Linked DNA regions of Sus scrofa: region 2 is linked to region 1. Evidence: chromatin contacts called from public HiChIP or PLAC-seq data. All regions are on one chromosome and are shown on one strand. Each heading gives the region's core, a stretch centred on a gene start, on an enhancer-like site or on the middle of the called end of the contact. The rest is flanking DNA. Distances are from core to core; before and after follow the strand shown.

What was found. HiChIP or PLAC-seq counts read pairs in DNA pulled down with a chosen protein or histone mark.
Region 2: an H3K27ac HiChIP or PLAC-seq map of alveolar macrophages shows a contact between it and region 1. The contact joins two enhancer-like sites. A contact is called at or near these places in 3 of 5 promoter capture datasets (fetal liver, fetal skeletal muscle and liver), 29 of 47 Hi-C or Micro-C datasets (adipocytes, adipose tissue, alveolar macrophages and 17 more) and 2 of 2 datasets of contacts at active chromatin or transcription factors (alveolar macrophages and skeletal muscle).

The regions. Positions count from the first base shown.
Region 1 is chr8:86,341,388-86,347,764 of Sscrofa11.1, reverse strand. No RefSeq gene overlaps it. Among named protein-coding and RNA genes, the nearest start is that of TBC1D9, 58 kb to the left of the region's middle. Within about 2 kb of position 3,349, at least 2 of the 83 cell types and tissues checked have an H3K27ac peak or open chromatin away from gene starts, as enhancers often do. A contact at or near this core is called in alveolar macrophages, where this site is marked.
Region 2 is chr8:86,486,383-86,492,759 of Sscrofa11.1, reverse strand. It overlaps TBC1D9 (TBC1 domain family member 9), which reads right to left. Exons shown (of 21, transcript XM_021101555.1): 10 at 2,915-3,129; 11 at 638-755. Among named protein-coding and RNA genes, the nearest start is that of UCP1, 32 kb to the left of the region's middle. Within about 2 kb of position 3,254, at least 4 of the 83 cell types and tissues checked have an H3K27ac peak or open chromatin away from gene starts, as enhancers often do. A contact at or near this core is called in alveolar macrophages, where this site is marked.

The DNA.
Region 1 (6,377 bases), core at 2,100-4,599:
TAATTGGAGCTGTAGCCACTGGCCTACACCAGAGCCACAGCAACACGGGATCCGAGCCGCATCTGCAACCTACACCACAGCTCATGGCAACGCCTGATCCTTAACCCACTGAGCAAGGGCAGGGACCGAACCCGCAACCTCATGGTTCCTAGTCGGATTCGTTAACCACTGCGCCATGACGGGAACTCCTAGACTTCCTATTTTATGTGGCTTCTGGGCTTTGACTTCTCTCTTCTTCTCTCCAGAAAGCCACAAAATGAAAATCCCATGTTTTTAGGGTGAATAACTAGATCCTCCAAGATCAAAAGAAGCGTCTGTTTTTATTTGCACTTCTGGGATCCTGAGTTCTCCTTCATTGTAGGCTTGGTAATTTTTTTTTTTTTTTTTTGTCTTTTTGCCTTTTTGCCTTTTCTTGAGCCTCTCTCGCGGCATATGGAGGTTCCCAGGCTAGGGGTCGAATCGGAGCTGTAGCCCCTGGCCTACGCCAGAGCCATAGCAACGCGGGATCCGAGCCTCGTCTGCGACCCACACCACAGCTCATGGCAACACTGGATCCTTAACCCACTGAGCAAGGCCAGGGATCGAACCCACAACCTCATGGTTCTTAGTAGAATTCGTTAACCACTGCGCCACGATGGGAACTCCAGCTTGGTAATTCTTTACTATCTGGTCAGTTCTTTCGTTTTTTAAAGGTGTATTATATACATATCATCCCTATTTATTTCTACTTTATCCTGTTTAAAAAAGAGAATGGGATGGGCTTTGTTAAGTGAGTAAGTGTCATAGAACCTACACACTGTGGGCAAAGATATTATATTTTATTTTTCATCTCTCTGGCTTCTTTTCTTCTGAGGTCAGCAGGAATGGGTTTTCATCTCATTAGAGGTAGTAAATTCTGAAATCTAAGAGTTGTTTTTCTAAGACTGTGTGTGGGATATGGGATAAATGAATAATTAATAGATATCGTCATTCTGTCATTCTTTTGTGTCCTTGAGATTCAGAATTCTCATTATAGAATAAAGATGCATACAGATGAAACAGACACATTTAAAAGCTTTGCAGTACTAGACTTGAAGTAGAAGTAGCAGGATAAACTCAGGAGGTTTTAAAAAATTGTAGGTATCACTGAAGAGGCATAGAAACAATAACCAAGCTAGGAGCAATGAGTATGATGAATGCTTAGTGGCCTATTATTTCTTAGACCTATAGCTAATTCCATCTTTGGAGCAGGAAATGTACAAGAAGATTCTGGAACATTTCTTTATGTCAGAGAGTGAGAAAGCTCTTGAAGGATAGTAGTGTAGGAAGGACTTTGGACTCAACTCAAAGAGACTCCCATTGGCCAAAGATAGGACAACTTGAGCTTCTCACAGCAAAGTCTAAGCTAAAGAGTTATCCCAATTGGTGTAGCCCAGCTTAGCAGCGTCCTGCATGGAGCATGGCTTTCTCTGGTGTCTATTATAGATTTCGCTCTTTAGGACTTTGCTTTGCTAAGGGAAGAGATGAGCTGAGTCTAGAGCTGCCTTTTCCAAGTCCCTTGTTTAGTAAGAATACATTATCTCACCTGAATTAATACTTTTTGTCTGCTCCTCATCAATGCTGGCATCCTGGAAAATGGTTCTTTATAAAATATGCCCCTTTAATGACCAGTCTCAAAGTTTTTGTTTTACGTGATTTAATCTTATCCTTTTCTATAATTTTCCCTATATTTTGCAGCTAATATTTAAATGTCTCATTTATACTATTTTCCCCAAATCTCCCAAATAGCCTGGTGTACAGTAATCACATATTCCTAATTCTAATTCCTGGGTGAAATTGTTTATTTTTTTTTTCTTTTTGGATGAAAAGGATAAAACAGGTAGGTGGGGAGCAGGTTGATCCTTCAGTCATTTATTGTGCAAATACATATAGCCAGCCTGCTCTGAGCCAGGTCCTGTGCTGGGCACGGGGATACACGGAGAATAAAAACATGAACCTTAATCCCAAGGTATGCGCCGTCTAGAGAGGAAAATCAATACTCATCTAACAATCACATGAGTGAATTATTCATGCCGAGCATTGTCTCATACTATGTTGAGCACACACAGGTGACCTGTCATTAGAGCTATGAAAGCAAAGTACAGGGTGCTCTGTAAGCTTTTAGCAAAAAAGGCTGCCTAACCTAGAGCTGAGAGATGCTTCCTCCATGGGAAAGCGGCTGAGCCAAGATCCCAAGGAGCACAGACTGAACTAGAAGAAGGGGAGTGGGGCTGGAACACTTGGAGTGAGTGGGGAGTGGTATGAGATAATTTTGAGATGCCAGAGCCTGCAGGACTTAGGAGGTCAAGTTAAGGATTCCGTTTCATTTTTTTGTTTTTGTTTTTGCTTTTCTTTTAGGGCTGCAGGTGTGGCATAGGGAAGTTCCCAGGCTAGGGGGTCGAATTGAAGCTACGGCTGCCGGCCTATGCCACAGCCACAGCAACATGGGATACGAGCCCCATTTGTGACCTACACCACAGCTCTCGGCACCACTGGATCCTTAACCCAGTGAGTGAGGGCAGGGAGGAATCCAAGTCTTCATGGATACTAGTTGGGTTCATTTCTGCTGAGCCACAATAGGAACTCCAAGTTAAGGATTCTGTACTGTACTTGGACTTAGTAGAAATGGGAGGACATTAGAAGATTTTAATTGTGTGTGTATGTGTGTTTGTGTGTGTGTGTTTATATAGAGGCTGATCTTGGTGCTGTGCTTTTTTTTGTCTATTCCAGAGGCATGCGGAAATTTCCAGGCCAGGGATCGAAACGGAGCCACAGCAGTAACCTAAGCCATGGCAGTAACAACATTGAGTCCTTAACTGTCAGGCCACCAGGGAACTCCTTTCGGATGTGCTTAAGCTAAACGATTAAATGCATGCGCTGTCTTGTGAAATGCTTCATGGAATAAGATATTTGTGGCCAATCAGTGAATACATGATACTCTAAGCACGTTTCTTCCATGTGACTTTGCAGCAACATAAGTCTGGCCAGGGAGAGGGCATTTCTAGTTTTGTCAGTTCTAACCTGCTTCTCAGTGGGGGAGACAAATTTTCAGTAATACATAAACCTAAGTGTTCTGTCTTCTGGTTTAGTCCAATACACATTCTTTCTTCTCTAATACACCCTCTACCTCAGCCATGTTGGTTGGTGGCATCTGTCCCCCTTCTTACAAGGGTTACTGGTACAAGGGTTACTGGACAAGATTTCGGAATAGTTATTCTTTCTCAAAATTACCCTGCAAACTCTGTTTCCAGCGAAGCCACACACCTCTGTTCTCCAATGCCAGGGCCCCTCTTCCATTCAATGGTCAACTGAGCCCCCTACTGGGAGAAACAGTGCAACTACACAAATACCATCAGAAGGCAAGTGCTCACTATCACTGGTGCATTACCATCCAATGCTAACTGTCTTTCCTGTGCACCGGCTAAGAAACCTACTTTTTACACTAGTTTGAAGTCCTTTGCAGTCACTCAGACATATAATTACAAATAATTAGCTTTTCATTCTGTGCATTTCCCAATGATTCTGAAGAGTCATTGTAACAGTTAATACCAAATAGATTTATGGTCTTGAAAAATCTGGAACTGATGTTAAGAAAGAATTCGATCCAGTATCCTGCTTCAAGAACTTCTAACCTATTCATGATGCTGAGTTATCTATTCTATTCCCAATATTTCCAAGGAAGTGACATCACAAGAGCATAAAAAAACAATTTCTCTGTTTCTAGCAATTCTTTGGGTTCACAGAATTGATAAATATCTCTTTTAAAATTTATTTTAGAATACTTTTAGACTTCTGGAAACATTACAAAGATAGTACAGAGCATTCCTGTTGTCTCTCACCTTATTTTCCCTCTTAATATCTGATATTACCCTGGTACATTTGTTGCAATTAAGGGATCATCGCTGGTACATTCCTGGGAACTAAACTCCAGCTGTTTTCCAGATTTCACTCATTTTCCCTTAATATCCTTTTTCTGTCCCAGTATCCCATCTCCAATACCACATTACACTTCATCTTCTTGTCTCCTTAGACTCCTCTGATTTCTGAGAGTTTGTATAACTTAGATTTTGATAGTCTTGACCACTTCGAGAATACCAGTCATTGATTTGGAAGAATGTCCCTTTGCATGGACTTGCCTGGGTTTTTTTTATTTTGTTTTTTAATTTTCCTTTTTTGTGTGTGTGTGTGTGTGACCGTGGCATGCAGAACTTGATGTGGGATCTTAGTTTCCAGACGAGGGATTAAACCCAGGCTGTGGTGGTGAAAGTGCAAGTCCTAACCACCAGACTACCAGGAAACTCTCTTAATTATAATTTTATTATTTATTGTTTGGGTCTATTTCCTTTATATATTCACTTGACAACCTTTACCTTAATATCTCTAATTTTTCTCTTATTTTCAGTGTGCATTGCTGCTGTAAGATGAGGCTTGCTAATAATATCACCTAACATCTGCAATATTGGTTCTATTCTAAATCTTAGCTATTTGAAAATTTTATCCCAAACACAGGGACGATACTCTAAACCTTCCCTACTATATATATTTTTTTAATTTAATTTTTTTCTTTTTTTGGCCACACCCATGGCATCTGGAAGTTCTGGGTCAGAGATCAAATCCAAGCCCCACCACAGAGACAATACTGTCTCCTTAACTCGTTGTACCACAGCAGGCACTCCCAAACCTTCCCTACTTTTTTATTAAAAAATTTTTTTTTGGTCTTTGTCTTTTTAGGGCTGCACCTGCAGCATATGGAAGTTCCCAGGTTAGGGGTCGAATCAGAGCTGTAGCTGCCAGCCTACACCACAGCCATGGCAACACTGGATCCTTAACCCACTGAGCGAGGCCAGGGATTGAACCCTCGTCCTCGTGGATACTAGTTGGGTTCTGAGCCACGATGGGAACTCTTTTTTTTTTTTTCCATTTGTTTCCAGTGTATTTGTCGTCTCGATGAAGCATTTTTATGATAGCAGCTTTAAAATCTTTGTCAGATAATGCTGACATCTCTGTCAGCTCAGTCTTAAGCCTGATTTTTTTTTTTTTTTCTAATCATGGTTATACTAGGTTTATGTTTTGAGTTTGGGGAGGAAGCCACAGATCTAAAGTAACTCTCTCTTCACATCATAACATAGAGACACACTAGCAACAAGACTTATCGCTGCTGAGGTTGGCTTTGATCATCTGGCTGGGGTAGTGTCAGATTTCTCCATGGCAAAGTCACTTTGTTATTATTTTTCATTTAAGTCTCTTCGCTTTTGTTTTATAGGGATGAACTTGTCAGCTGTCCCTTTAGAAGAGGGAAAGCAGTGTCATGCACGGGTGAAAAACAGTTTCTAAAAGCCAGAAAGACTTGGGTGTAAAAACAGTGTTGTTGTGGCTGTGGTGTAGCTGGCAGCTGCAGCTCCGATTCAGTCCCTAGCCCAGGAACGTCCACATGCCGCAGGTGTGGCCATAAAAAAGAAAAAAATAAAATTAAAAAGTAATGCAACTGAATGTATACACAAAACAGAAACAGTCTGGGCCCACTTTAAATCTTTCATAAATCAATTCAGGTCATACGAGTGGCTGGATTCTGGTCCTGAGCTCATTAGAGGGCTTGTCTGTGGTGACGGCATCCAGTGTGAAAAGCTCCAGGGCCAGGGATCAGACCCGCTCCCGAGGGCCATAGCAGTGACAACACTGGGTCCTTAACCTGCTGTGCCACCAGGGAGCTCTCACAAAGCCTAAAATATTTACCTGGCCCTTTACAGGAGAAAAACAACTGTGGATCTCTAGACCATGAGGGAGCAGCATATTCACCTGGGGAAATTCCATGTTTGGTTTTCATCTCCCTTCTGGGTAGTATTTTCTTATGGCTTCTGGCCTCCAAGGATTTTTCTTACTTTCCCATCAATTTAGCTACTCTCCTTAAGGGAGATTAAAAAAAATGTCCAATATTTTTAAGGGTTCTGTAGTTTGGAGGAGTTTCTCTGGACATCTGGTCCCCCATAATATATGAAAAACAAACCCACTGCTACACCTTCTGCCAAGCGAGTCTCAGTGTCAGAGGAGGGCTAGAAGAAGGGCAGGCTGCTGCCTTCATTTCTTTTTGAAGGAGTGAGTGCAGAAAGGGAATAACTCACTTTGAGATGGTGAGGCAAGGAGCTTCCTAGCCAGCTTAAATTAGCCAGCAGGCACCGGGACTGACCTTGTGGGTGTACGGGAGGGTGTTCCTGCTTAGAGACTGTGGTCGTGTCCATCCTAATTCTTTTTTTTTAAATCTTTTTGGGGCCAAACCCTTGGCATATGAGGTTCCTAGGCCAAGGGTCCATATGAGGTTCCTAGGCTAGGGGTCCAATTGGAGCTATAGCTGTCGGCCTACA
Region 2 (6,377 bases), core at 2,005-4,504, 150 kb before region 1:
TCTGGCTCAGTGGTTAACGAACCCACCTAGTATCCATGGGGATGCGAGTCAATCCCTGGCCTCATTCAGTGGGTTAAGGATCTGGTGTTGCTATGGCTGTGGTGTAGGCTGGCAGCTACAGCTCCGACTCAACCCCTAGCCTGGGAACTTCCACATGCCATGCATGTGACCAAAAAAAAAAAAAAAAATTCAATGTCTGAAAAACACCTTAGAAATTTAGCTTGGGATATATTTTTTCTATGCCATTCTGCCTACTCCTTTTTTAAATACTTTCAAAAAAGTATTCTTTCAATGCTTTCCACAGATTCCATGTTTTCAAGAAAGAACTGTTAAACCTCTTTGGATTGATGACCTGTGTGCCTGGTGTGGCCCTCACATGCCACGGAATGACAGCCACATCAAAGGTTTTCTAAAACAGTGGAACATGTGTATTCTTTCCACGGGAGAGGCTCCATGGGACTCCTCTGGGTGTAATCTATGTTCATTCAAGCCCTTTCATTCCCATCTTGGAAAACTGGAGTAGTCGGATACTCTTTTGCCTAATGGTGACTGGAAATGGGGGTCCAGCTGGGGTCTTGTCTCTAGAAACATCTTCCTGATGCGATAAGGGTTAAAATGTTAACTGCATCCCACATACCGACCACCCTGGTGTTGTAGTAATCAGGAAGCATGCGTTCACACAGAGCCACCAGCAGCCAGAAAGCTTCCTCCTCTTTGGCATAAAGCAGCAGCACTGATGTGACAATGTTCATGGCCTAAGGGAATGACAGAGAATGTCGTCAAATACATTTTAAATACCACAAACACATTTTAACGTATAAGCGATTTTGTTAACCTAAGAAAAAATGACTGAGAGAGTCTCACAGGAGCCAGCAAACCTTTTCCCTTAAAAAAAAAAAAAAAAAAAAAACAGATAATACATATTTAAAGGCTTTGCAAGGTACAGTCACATATTCTTCAGAGTTTTGTTTTCCTTTCAACTCTTTCAAAAATGTAAAAACCCTTAGTCCTGGAGCCTGTTCACGGTTAAGGGCCTCCGTGAAAAAAACACTCACCGAGCCCCTCATGCACGTAAACCCTCATACAAAAACTCTGTCCAAAGAACAAAGTTTTAACCTGCTAAAATCTCAGTGTTTTTAATCCTTAATTCGGTGAGGTATACATGGCCTTTTTCATCTTCCATAATTGTTTCTACAACCAAGTACACATGGCTTGAGGCTCTCCTCGGGGAACAATGAAACCTTTCAAAGTTGGAGCCCTCGCCCATTATTTCCATCTGGCGAAGGTTGGCAGTGATAAGTCACAGGGATTTAATTCTAAAGTAACCCCCTTTATTAAAAGATACTATCAGCTAGCTCATAATCACTCAAGGCTCAACTACTTTAATAGTCCTCTCAATTAAAAAGAGGAAGATCAAAAGATAAATATGAACTCTATTATATTAGAAGCCAACTCACTCCTGTACTTCTTTTGATCCCCTCAAAACCAGTAAGTGTTCGTCAGACTTCTACAATATAAATGTCAAAAAAGGAATTTGGGTCTATTACAGGCTCTTTCTTGTAAGCTTTACTCAGTATGTTCCCAAATCATTATTAAAATTCCACTTGAGAATTAGCCTGCCTCGAACATAACCATAGTCACGCTTAGATCCTTAGTCATTTAGTCAAGGTAAGTTCTTTTGAGAGTCTACTTGGTAACAGGCTCTGGACTAGTTATTGGGAGAAAGGGAGGTTACAGTGGTGACAAGTCTTGCAGGCATAAATTCTGGGGTCAAAAAGAGAGAATGAAGATGTAAAGGTTGGTTAATCAATTTGTTGGTGTATTTAGATTAAGTGCTATCAGAAAGATAAAACAATGTGGCACAGAGAGAACTGTGCTATGTGTGTGTGTGCGTGTGTGGGGGGGGTGTGCCTGTGCCCATTCACTCGAGTGGGCAGGGGAATAAAGCCTGCTTTAGCTTTTAGCTAGATGGTCAGGGAAGACCTCGCCAAACATGTGACCTTTAAATCTAAGGACAATCTCTTAGTGCTTCCCCATTGTGGTATCTATACTAGTACAAGGGATACTTTTAGTTGGCATATGGGCAATATTTTTTATACTGGATCAAGCATTTATTTTAATGTGCATTAAAATATAACCATAGCATATAAAAGCTACATCCTCAGAGACATTAATTGCTCAGGACAGGCAAAGTAAGAGCACTGGGGGACCCAGAACCCAGCCATAAAGACCTGGAGCACAGGCATGCTCATGACCAGCTAGGTCACCAGGTGGTGGTGGATCTAGAAGGGCGCTCTTGCTCCCCGGCTCCTCTGCTTAGTACAGTGGTTCTCAACCCAGGGAGAATTTGCTCCCCAGGGAACATCTGGCAATGACTAAGGACATTTTAGCTATCACATTTGAGGGTGCTACTGGCATTTAGTGAGTAGATGCTATTAAACACGTCATTAAACAGGAATGTTATTAAACATGTGACAAAGCATAGGACAGCCCCATACAAAGAATTATCCAGTCCACAATGTCAGGAGTACCAAGGTCAAGAGACCCTCGTCCAGTAACCGCTCTCTTAACCATAAAGCCTTTCTTCTCATTGCTTACTGGCTAACACAACATTTTTTTCCTCTCTTTTCTTTTAGAGCTGCACCCACGGCATGTGGAGGTTCCCAGGCTAGGGGTCAAATCGGAGCTACAGCTGCTGGCCTACACCACAGCCACAGTAAAGCAGGATCCAAGCCGTGTCTGTGAGCTACATACACGACAGCTCATGACAATGCCAGATCCTTAACCCGCTGAGTGAGGCCAGGGATCAAACCTGCAACCTCATGGTTCCTCGTTGGATTTGTTAACTGCTGCATCATGATGGGAACTCCATCGCGTCATTTTTTTAAAAGTCTCACGCAACTGCGACATTCACCTGGCAGTACCCTATGTTAGGGTTTCGAAAAGCGTAAGCTGTTAAGACTCTCCTCAGAGCAGCGATGCCCATTTCGTTCTGGAAGGCAGGGTGTTCTGGGAGGGAACGGTGGAGGTCCCTCTCAATCTCCTCAGTGGCGAGGTTATACTTCCCCATGGACTTCTCCACAAGGTCTTCATAGTAGCCGGGATGCGTGGCCTTCTCGTTGATGGCACCTGGGAAATGCACAAAAGATGCAACCTCAGAGGGTTGAAGGCCCACCCCCGAAACCACAGCTTACTCACCCAGCCTCTTCCCCTTCCCTCCTCTCAGAGGACACTTGTAAGATAATGAAATCCTGTGATGATGTGTGTGTCACAATCATGGCCAGACTGCAAAGTCACTCCTGGTCTCCTTCCTTCTTCCAGCTCCACAGTAAGTCGGCCATTGAGCAACCTCTCTATACAATGAGAGCCTGCTGTGTAGCACTGGGAACTATATCTAGTCACTTGTGATGGAACATGATGGAAGATAATGTGAGAAAAAGAATGTATATGTGTGACTGGGTCCCTTTGCTATGCAGTAGAAAATTGATAGAACACTGTAAACCAACTCTAATGGAAAAAATAAAAATCATTAAAAACATAAAAAATAAAAAAATAAAAGCCTTCCTAAACTATATGAAACCTCTTCCATGTGAAATCTAAAACAAAACAAAACAAAAAACAAATGAGTCTGCAAAACAGAAACAGACTCACAGACATAGAAGACAAACTCCTGGTTACCAAAAATGGGGAGTGGGAAAGGGACAAATTAGGAGTATGGGATTAACAGATACAAACTACTATATATAAAATAGATAAGCAACAGGGATTTACTGTATAGCACAGGGAATTGTACTCAGCATTTTATAATAACCCATAATGAAAAAGAATCAGAAAAAAGATAACGGAATCGCTATGCTTGTACACCTGAAACACTATACTGTCAATTAGCTTATACTTCAATAAAAAATAATAACAATGAATAACAAATAACCCCTAAGGCAGAGGTTTCCAACTTAACACCTGTGTTCCAGGGAACTTCCACAGACAACCCTGGGGGGCTGCTCAGAGAAGAACAGGGAGGTGAGCAGAGCAAGTTGAGCTGAGACTCCACCTGTCTCAGCCCTCCCTTCAACCAGGGCAGCCTAGAGCGTATCTTATCGGAATTTTCCTCAGGATTTCACTTGCAAAAGGAGGTGCTGCCTCTCAAAACAAGTCTGAAAACTGCTTGCGGAAGCTTAAGCTTTGAAGGGCTCAAACAGCCCTAGTGAAGAGTAGGACGAGTTACAGGGTATGTGGAGGGATTTTTAGAATTGCAGGGGTCGAGAGGGTCTTCCCAGGAGTGAGGAGCCACTGCCTTGGAGGGGAGCCTCTCGAGGGTGGCGGCAGGGGGTCGGGCAGAAGGTGGGGGGAGGTTGAGGATGCGCAGGTGAGTGAGGGTCACTGCTTTGAGATATTTGCCTTTTAAGATTCTTGACGCTTCCCAATACAGCACAGAGTACAATATCCGATCTCTTGCGATAGAACATGATGGAAGATAATATGAGAAAAAGAGTGTATATCTATGTATGTATGACTGGGTCACTCTGCTGTATAGCAGAAATTGGTGCCACACTATAAATCAACTCTAATTTTTAAAAGATTCCTTTTTTTGTCTTTTTAGGGCCGCACCCACAACACATGGAAGTTCCCAGGCCAGAGGTCCAATCAGAGCTGCACCCACCAGCCTACACCACAGTCACAGCAAAGCAGGATCCGAGCTGCATCTGAGACCCACACCACAGCTCATGGCAACACCAGATCCTCAATCCACCGAGCGAACCCGAATCCTCATGGACACTACTTGGGTTTGCCACCACTGAGCCACGATGGGAACTCCTTAAAAAAGATTCTTGAAGCCAGAAAAACCTGGATACAAGTATCTAAATCTAGTTAAATATAATTTATGTAAGTACAAATTATATATATACACACACACACATATACATATAAAATACACATACATATATGTACATATTATATAGTTAAACATGTACATGTGTTAAATACACACACGTTTAATGACAGGGTAAACTGATCTGTATTTCACTGATTGGAAATCAGAGCCCGAGGCCGACCCTGTCCTTGCTGCCGATGGTCACCAGAAAGCCAGCCTTCCCACTCACACTTGCCCTGGAAAGGCAGTCTGCTTGATGGCAACTTAACACTGACTTTTGTTCTCTTCTCAAGGGAGAAGTGCAAAGATTTCTGGCCATCTGGCCTGCAACCCACTGCAGTGGTACCCTGAGCCAGGTCCTGGTACAGGGCTCCTGAGAGTCACAGGAAGCAGGGCAGGACCCAGACAACTCTCCTCGTAGGCAGGCTGGCCTCCCCCCGAAGCCCAACCCTCGTGCACAGGCTGGAAGTATGGGCTCTGTTCTCTACCCAAGAGAGGTGGTGTGTGGACCACGTCACACTCTGGCCTCACGTAGCCTGTCACCGATAAAGAAAATGCCAGGTCTAACCCTAAACGTGTCTCAACCACAAGGCTGTGGGCTGCTGTATGCTGTTCTCTCGTGCCCACTGGGAAATTCATTTTCGTCTAAAATGTGGCTGTAGGAGTTCCATGGTGGCTCAGCAGTAACGAACCCAACTGGCATCCATGAGGACGAAGGTTCAATCCCTGGCCTGAATCAGTGGGTTAAGGATCCGGTGTGGCCATGAGCTGTGGTGTGGACTGGCAGCTGCAGCTCCGGTTGGGCCCCTAGCCTGGGAACTTCCATATGCCACACGTGTGGCCCTCAAAAGACAATAAATAAATAAATGTGGCCGTAAAGAACTTCCACTTTGAATAAGGAAGATGAGGACGGAATTTTTTGGCTTCCTCTGGCAGCGATCTGAATCAGGTCATCAAGGTGACTAGTTCATCAAACCCAAGGAAGACAGCAGACTGGATGGTGTGCCTCTTCTCGGGCTGGATTAGTCATTAGAGATGATCTGACTCAAAACTGGGTTTCTATGTAAGAAGCAATGGCTGGGCCACTTGAGGCAAATGAAAAACAAGACATATAAATGAGGACAGAACAAACTAGTTTTATGTGAAACAGATAAAACGAATTGTTTTTTGGAATTCTATCCTCCTACTTTTGAGATGTTAATACATCTCATTATAGGCCATTACCATTTATAGCCACGTTTAGAGAGAGCTACAAGTTTTGTTTTTTTTCTGTCTTTCTTGTAAAAATGACTTGATGTCATTTTTAAAATAAAAGGCTTTGAGAATAGCACTTGCGTCAGACCATCTAGGTTCGAACAAAAATTTTCACATGAGCCTATTTAAAATGATTAAAATGATTATACTTCAGGGCCCCAGCCAGGCAGAGCAACTGATTTACATACTAAAGACAGGTGACACCCAAAGGAATGCTCTGATGTTTGTGACAGAATAAAGCCCTGGGGAA